Regions from separate parts of the Gossypium hirsutum genome. Here region 1 is linked to region 2. Evidence: chromatin contacts called from public Hi-C data. All regions are on one chromosome and are shown on one strand. The core of a region is the stretch at or near the end of the contact, and the rest is flanking DNA. Distances in the headings are between cores, read along the strand shown. Region 1 holds the start of LOC107887642 (ATP-dependent DNA helicase Q-like SIM). Region 2 holds the start of LOC107904532 (probable histone H2A.5).

Region 1 (3,397 bases), core at 342-2,841, 200 kb after region 2:
AATAAACATGTTCTTTGAGAAAAAACCAAGAGGCACTATATGCGCCTACCTCAGAATTGTTTCTGGACAAACATATATAATACTATACATTCCTCTCATCGCTTTCTGCTCCACACTGCTGTCTGGTTGTCCAGATCCAAGAAAACAAGCAGAGACCCCATGTTTTGATAATTTTAAGCATTGATCGTGCATCAAGCTTATCAAAGGAGAAACCACAACTACAACCTTTCCTGTTAATAATGCCGGAATCTGGAAACAGAGAGACTTTCCTGCAGAAGGTAAACAATTAGTACTTCAAGTTATGAGATAGCAAAATGAACAGCGTAAAAACAAGACAAGCAAAAGATTATAAGATTTACCAGATCCTGTTGCAGCAAGAACAAGACAGTCTTCGTGAGCAAGCAAAGCAGCCAAGGCTTCCTTCTGGAAACTCTTCAAGGATGAATAACCAAAATGCTTTCTTAATAAACCGTTAACCTTCGACTCCCAATTTGTTCCAATATTCAGCTCCTCAGAACAGCAAACTTGGGAAGGTTCTGCCACGTTTTCAAACTGATTATCTATAAGCAGAATTGGTTCCTTGTGTTCTTCCACAGGACTAGGCAACACCTTGGATCCAGACATGACCCCATCAGATACATCATTACCTCTGCTTCGCTTAGGTTTACTTGTGGGTTGAAAATGTTCCCATATCCTAGACTGCCGGATTTCACCTTTTGATTGTGAAGATGTCATAACCCTCTTACCAAGACTCTTTAAATCCCTTGAAGAACATTGAAAACTAGCTGTTCCACTGAGAGGATTCCTACCACAACCATTCAAAACATACTCAACCGCATCATCAACTGACGGTCCTACAGCTTTTACAGCTTCTATGGCATTAGAATGCTCAAATCCCATTTCAATAAGTTTTTTAATAACTTGATCAGACGACACATCGTTTCCTCCCATTTCATAAGAACTGTCAACCAAGGATTAAACACAAGTCATCCTTCGGTCAAAAATATTTCAAATAAATACATATAAAGCAAAAGCTAGTTGGCTCAGCTGAGTTTGCCTCGTTTCTCTTTCCTTTTGTAAAGTTTCTAATAAACTTAATATTATCTGTAATCCATTCAAAAATGAAACGTCACTAGAAACCCATGCCCTTGATCTGAGCAGGCAGAAGTGATTCAAAGAGACAAACACTATAACTTTTTGAAAAGGAAACAAATGAGAATGCATCCAATACGATTACGCGAGCTTCATCTCAGTACACAAAATCAAACATGAAAGCTTTGGGATTCAAAAGTTAAAGAAAACGGAATTCAATGAAAATTTCAAAATAATAGGCAAATAAGTGCAGAATTCTGACCTACCTCAGCGGCGCTTTAGATCCGATAAATTATGGGTTTCAAAAAGAGACGTTCTTTTTTCTTCTTCTTTTTTTCATTGAATGGCTGAATTGAAATTTTTATTTGCCCGCAAAGATATATGCTTCTAAATTCTATAAAGAAAATCAACAAAATCAACGCGCCAAAATTGAATCTTAGGGCTCCAATTAAAAAGTACGAAGTTATAAGACAAACGCCGTCGTTGAGTAGAACTGGTTTTGGCCTATTTCTAGTGTCGATTTGCCAATCCCATCAAACTTGTATACGTGTGGGAAATATATATTTAAAATACTTAATAAAATATATGATTTGAAATTAATTAATCATAATAATATATAAAAAATGTATAATATTAAAATAAAATAATTAAAATAAATTATGAGTAAAATAAATTTTAAATATATAAATATATCAGATCAATAATATTAAATACACTAATTATTTATCATGGTTTTATCTTTAAATTATGAGTTAGTGTCGAGTTGACTTATAACATCAACTCAATAAACAACATTATTAATATATATATACATACACAATTGATGAAGATAATAAATTAGATATATTAAAAAATATATGTAAAATATATTAAATTGAAACTTTAGTTGAGTGATAAATTTAAAGTTTTGAAAATCTAATTAGTGTGGGTTCAAATCCTAAAATATGATAATTTAACTAATTTTTGTCAAAATAAAAAGACTAAATACCCTTGAATAATATAATTTCTTTTTAATTACAATAAGACATTTCTTTAATTTCCTAACGAGTTGGGTGACCGACAAGGGCGAAGCCAAGGGGGCTGGCATGGACCCCGGCCCCCTTAAAATGTAAAATTGCATTTTAGACCCTTGAAATTTTTTAAAAATTTTAAATTAATAAAGGTAAAATTACACTTTGACCCCCCTAAAATTATAAAAATTTGATTTAATCCTTTACAAATTATAAAAATATAAACTATAAAAAATTCAAATTTCATCCGGCCACCCTAAAAAATTTTCTGGCTTTGCCCCTGGTGACCTACATGACACCAACTCAATCAAATGCTTAATAAATAGTATAGATATATACAACTAATGAGATAATAAATTGTGCATATTAAAATAGAAATGTATAAAATACATCAAAACAAAGCCTTGGTTGAGTAATAAATTTTAAATTTTACTAATCTAATTAGTGTAGGTTCAAATGTCACCATATGCATATTTTTATTGATTTTTGTTAAAATAAAAAGACTAAAATACCCTTAAATGGTTTAACTTATTTTAATTATGGATGGGTATTTTCGTAATTTCTCTAATAGGTATTTTTATTGCTTTCGTAATTTCTCTAATTATGGATGTTTTAAAACATTCAATAAATAGTATAAAATTTGACAAAAATTACTATGATTAGATTGCTTTCGAGATACTTTCTATTCAACTCATTTCCTTGAACCATGCAACTAGCATAGCTCATTTACAATTGGTTAAAATAGTTGAAACTAACACCATGTTTGGTTCACCTGAATAGCTTAGTTATTCTGGGTGTATTCACCCCACCATAGTGAAGCAGACATTGGTTGGCTAAATGACCATTCAACCGAATGGCCATTCCGAGGCTAAGCGGCAAAGTCCCGTAATCACCATTACGTATTCCCACCTCTAAATGGGTAATTCGGCGATTCTTGGAATTGATTTCTTCTCTCTTTTTTTACCTAATTTACCAATGCAGAAAATCATCTGAAACTCCAAAACTAAACAAAGAAAATCCATAGAAAACAACAACACTTTAATATAAACATTGCAGTAAGCAAACCATAGCAGAAAAAAAAATAACAAAATTTTATAACATTTATCTTTAAAAAAGAGACTCAATCATTTCAATCTCAAACACTCAAACAAAATACAAAGAAAAGAACAACAACCCATTTACAGGAACACCTAAAGAAACCGAATCTGCTTAAATTTTTAAGCAAGTAGATTGCATGTTTCTTCATCTTTGTTACTATTTGGTCTTTTAAGGTAGAAAAGAAAGTCATGGCTGGT
Region 2 (3,421 bases), core at 526-3,025:
TTAGGGTTTTTTATTTTGGGCCTGTTTAGGATTAGCAATTTGGGTTATAATTTTTGGACTGGTTTAATTATTTTGGACCATTGTTTATTGGGCTCCGGGCGAAAATTAGGTCCTACAGTTTGCATAGCCTATTAACTTAAATCCAATATATCCTTTACACAAATAAGTACTTATACTTCAATACCAACCCTAATTGTACAAATCATTCTCTCCAAATACCCCAATGACTATCTAATAATATTTTAATAGACTTAAAAGCATTAATTTTAAAATTGATTTTATCCATATATTATCTTCAATATTTATCTAATAATAGCTTTCATAGATAAATTATTTAATAGAAAACTTTCATACTCATCTAACCACCTTAAAAGTGTTTGATTTAAAAATTTAATAACAGGACGATAATTTTATAACAAAACAATAATATAAATAATTAAAATATAACATTTTAGATATAAGTGACTAAAATATAAACTAAATCAAATAAAAATAACTATTTTAGTAATTTACCCAAAGAAATAGAACATGAAAGATGGGAAACAAGAACATTTCCCTTGAATCCTACAATGACATGAAAGGAAAATTAAAAAAAAAACTGTTGAATAAATATATTTACATAATCTTAATTATGTCTAAACCTTATTAGAAGATTTAGACTTAGAAGACTGGTCCTTATCAAATGAAGATGATGCTTTCTTAGGTAACAAAACAGCGTTAATGTTAGGAAGAACTCCGCCACTAGCAATGGTTACTCCTTGAAGAAGCTTCCCCAACTCCTCGTCATTTCTCACGACTAACAGCACGTGCTGTGGGTTGATCCTATTCTTTTTGTTATCACGTGCCGCATTCCCCGCCAATTCCAACACCTGCTCAAAAATATGAAACTATCAATTTTTCGTTTACGAAAAAATACACCGAAATGGTAAAATCTCAAAAGCTAACTTTTAGGATCTAAGCATGAATATCTATCACTAAAATATTGATTTTCCTTTTTTTTCCAATAAAAGGAAATTGAGACTTCGTTAAAAAAATACGCACAAAATTCACAATTACAATTTTCCTTTGATTCCGACATTTTCTCATTTATCTAACCAAAATAAAACTGCTGAAAGCAGATCGAGAGGACATGACAATAAAAGGTTGAGAAAAAAGATCAGACACCTCAGCAGCAAGGTACTCGAGGACGGCGGCAAGATAGACGGGAGCACCGCCGCCATAACGCTGTGCATAACGGCCTTTCTTGAGGTAACGGGCAATCCGACCCACTGGAAACTGGAGTCTTGCCTTTGCCGACTTAGACACCGCTTTTTTCCTATCTCCCCCTCTCCTACCTCCCGCTGTCGTTGACGTCGACTCCATTACAGCTTAAAAGACGTTAATTTACTTTAAAGAATAAAAAATTTGATTCAATTCTGATGAACTTCTTATTTGATCGGCGAAGAGGAGTGCGAAAAACTCTTTTTAGTTTCTTTTGGTTGAGATTTTTTTTTGAATTGTGTGAAGCGAAAGTGATAGTTGATTGCGGGCTTTTATAAATGGATGTGGCACGCTGGCAATCCGCAGCTGCTTGATTTAGGCTATTGAAAGGTGGATAGTAGGTTTTGATCCGACGGTTGGGTTCTGTTCGTGATGTATTTAGATCTTACGATCTGGGATTGCCTAGTGTTGTGATTCTTGTGGTTGGCCCTCTTGACCTAGGTGGAGATTATTTGGGGCGAAACCCAATAAATTTGTTTATTATATACTAATTTTTTATGACGTGCAATGCACGAGTTGTTCGTTTATTTCATAAAAAATTAGGTATTGTTTAAATATTAATTTATTATTAATTAAAATTGTTCTTGGCATAATATTTGGAAGATATAAATAAATTCTTAAATTATTTTTATATATGGGAAAATATTTGATAAACTATTAATAAAGTTTTTAAATTTCATAATTAAGGTTAGAAGTTGACAAGTTTCTTATAAATGTATAATAAAATGTTTAAAAAAGTAAGAAACATCAATTTTTTAAGGTTAATTATAAAATAAAAAAAATTTTATTGTTAGTTTATTAAATATTAACTCATTTATGTATATATATTAAATCAAAAATATTAAAATGTTTGAAAATAATGTTAATAACGTTTTTAAAAAAAATATAATCAATAATCTTTATTTCAACATCGTAAATGTCTTACCTAAAAAATAAAATTTTAAAAAATAATGTTAGATATAAAGTAGAATTTTAAAAACTTATTAGTGTTGCATGTTTTAACTTAAAATCATTTTATAATTTTTATATATTTTATAATTCAATATTTTTATATAATTTATATAATTTTCATGTATTTTTAATTCAATATCATGTAATAATATTTTTAACCCTGTTTGTAATTTATTTTGCATGAAAAAGCTCTAGTTTAACTATCTTATTAAATAACTATAATTGTTTTAATGTTTTTACCATTTTAATTAATTTTGAACATAATTAAGTAAAAATGAATTTTATTTTTAAACACTTAATTTTAAATAATTAAGAATGTTAAGATAAATAATATTTATTTTTATGATAAACATTAAAAGTATTTTTAATATTAAGATAAATATTATTTATCTTTATGATAAATATTATATTATATTTTTTAATGTTGAACTTCAAACTAAAATTTTAAAGGATGAATAAATAATATTATTTAAATTAAATTTTGAATTACAATTGGAAATAAAAGAAATTAAGTTAAAGCTTTCCTAGCTTAAAAATGAGTAACAAGAGATGAAGAAACAAATGCAAACTTTAAAACATGAAATTCCAGAAGATAGTTCTTTCGAAACTGAACCCGAGCCAAAAAATAATACACAAGAATACATGATGGTTTTTACTAGAGTATCCATCCAAGGATATTTGATTAAAATAAATCTTATTATAAACAATAGATCTCAATTGGAAACGATAACCCTTTTTAATACAAGAGCAAATTAAAATTGTATTAGAGAATTCCAGCAAAATATTATAACAAAACATTATAATCTCTTAAAGTTGCAAATGGTAAAAAAAAAAAACTCAAAATTACCTACAAAATTCCTGATGCTGAAATTGGTAATAAAGGTATCAAATATCAAACATGTTTTTAATGGTAAAAGATATTATTCAAGACATTATATTAGAAACTTCATTTATATATTTACTCAAACCCTATAATGTAACAAATCATTCAATCTCCACCAATGTTTTAAATACCAAGATAGAATTTCCTTTTATGGAAAGTCTCAAAATAAGAAATCTCAACCTGTTAAAATCTTTGTTCATTCATATTGCACAAATCAACAATTTTATTAATAATGAACAAAAGCAAATTTCTTTTCTAAAAGAATAAATATATTTTTAAAAAAATTAATTGAACAATTAGCAAAAAAAGAATGCCAAAAATGAATAA

What was found. Hi-C and Micro-C count contacts between places; a contact is called where the count stands out from the background.
Region 1: a contact with region 2 is called in a Hi-C map of leaf, with 5 times the contacts expected there. The contact joins the promoter of LOC107887642 here to the promoter of LOC107904532 in region 2. A contact is called at or near these places in 18 of 34 Hi-C or Micro-C datasets (anther, callus, fibers and 4 more).

Annotation. Positions count from the first base shown.
Region 1 is chrA11:112,288,184-112,291,580 of Gossypium_hirsutum_v2.1, forward strand. It overlaps LOC107887642 (ATP-dependent DNA helicase Q-like SIM), which reads right to left and starts at 1,592. Exons shown (of 21, transcript XR_005904464.1): 1 at 1,355-1,592; 2 at 360-961; 3 at 50-269.
Region 2 is chrA11:112,086,417-112,089,837 of Gossypium_hirsutum_v2.1, forward strand. It overlaps LOC107904532 (probable histone H2A.5), which reads right to left and starts at 1,776. Exons shown (of 2, transcript XM_016830938.2): 1 at 1,165-1,776; 2 at 434-869. The coding sequence starts at 1,362. The coding sequence ends at 636. LOC107904526 (a long non-coding RNA gene) reads left to right here. Exons shown (of 2, transcript XR_001686244.2): 2 at 1-163.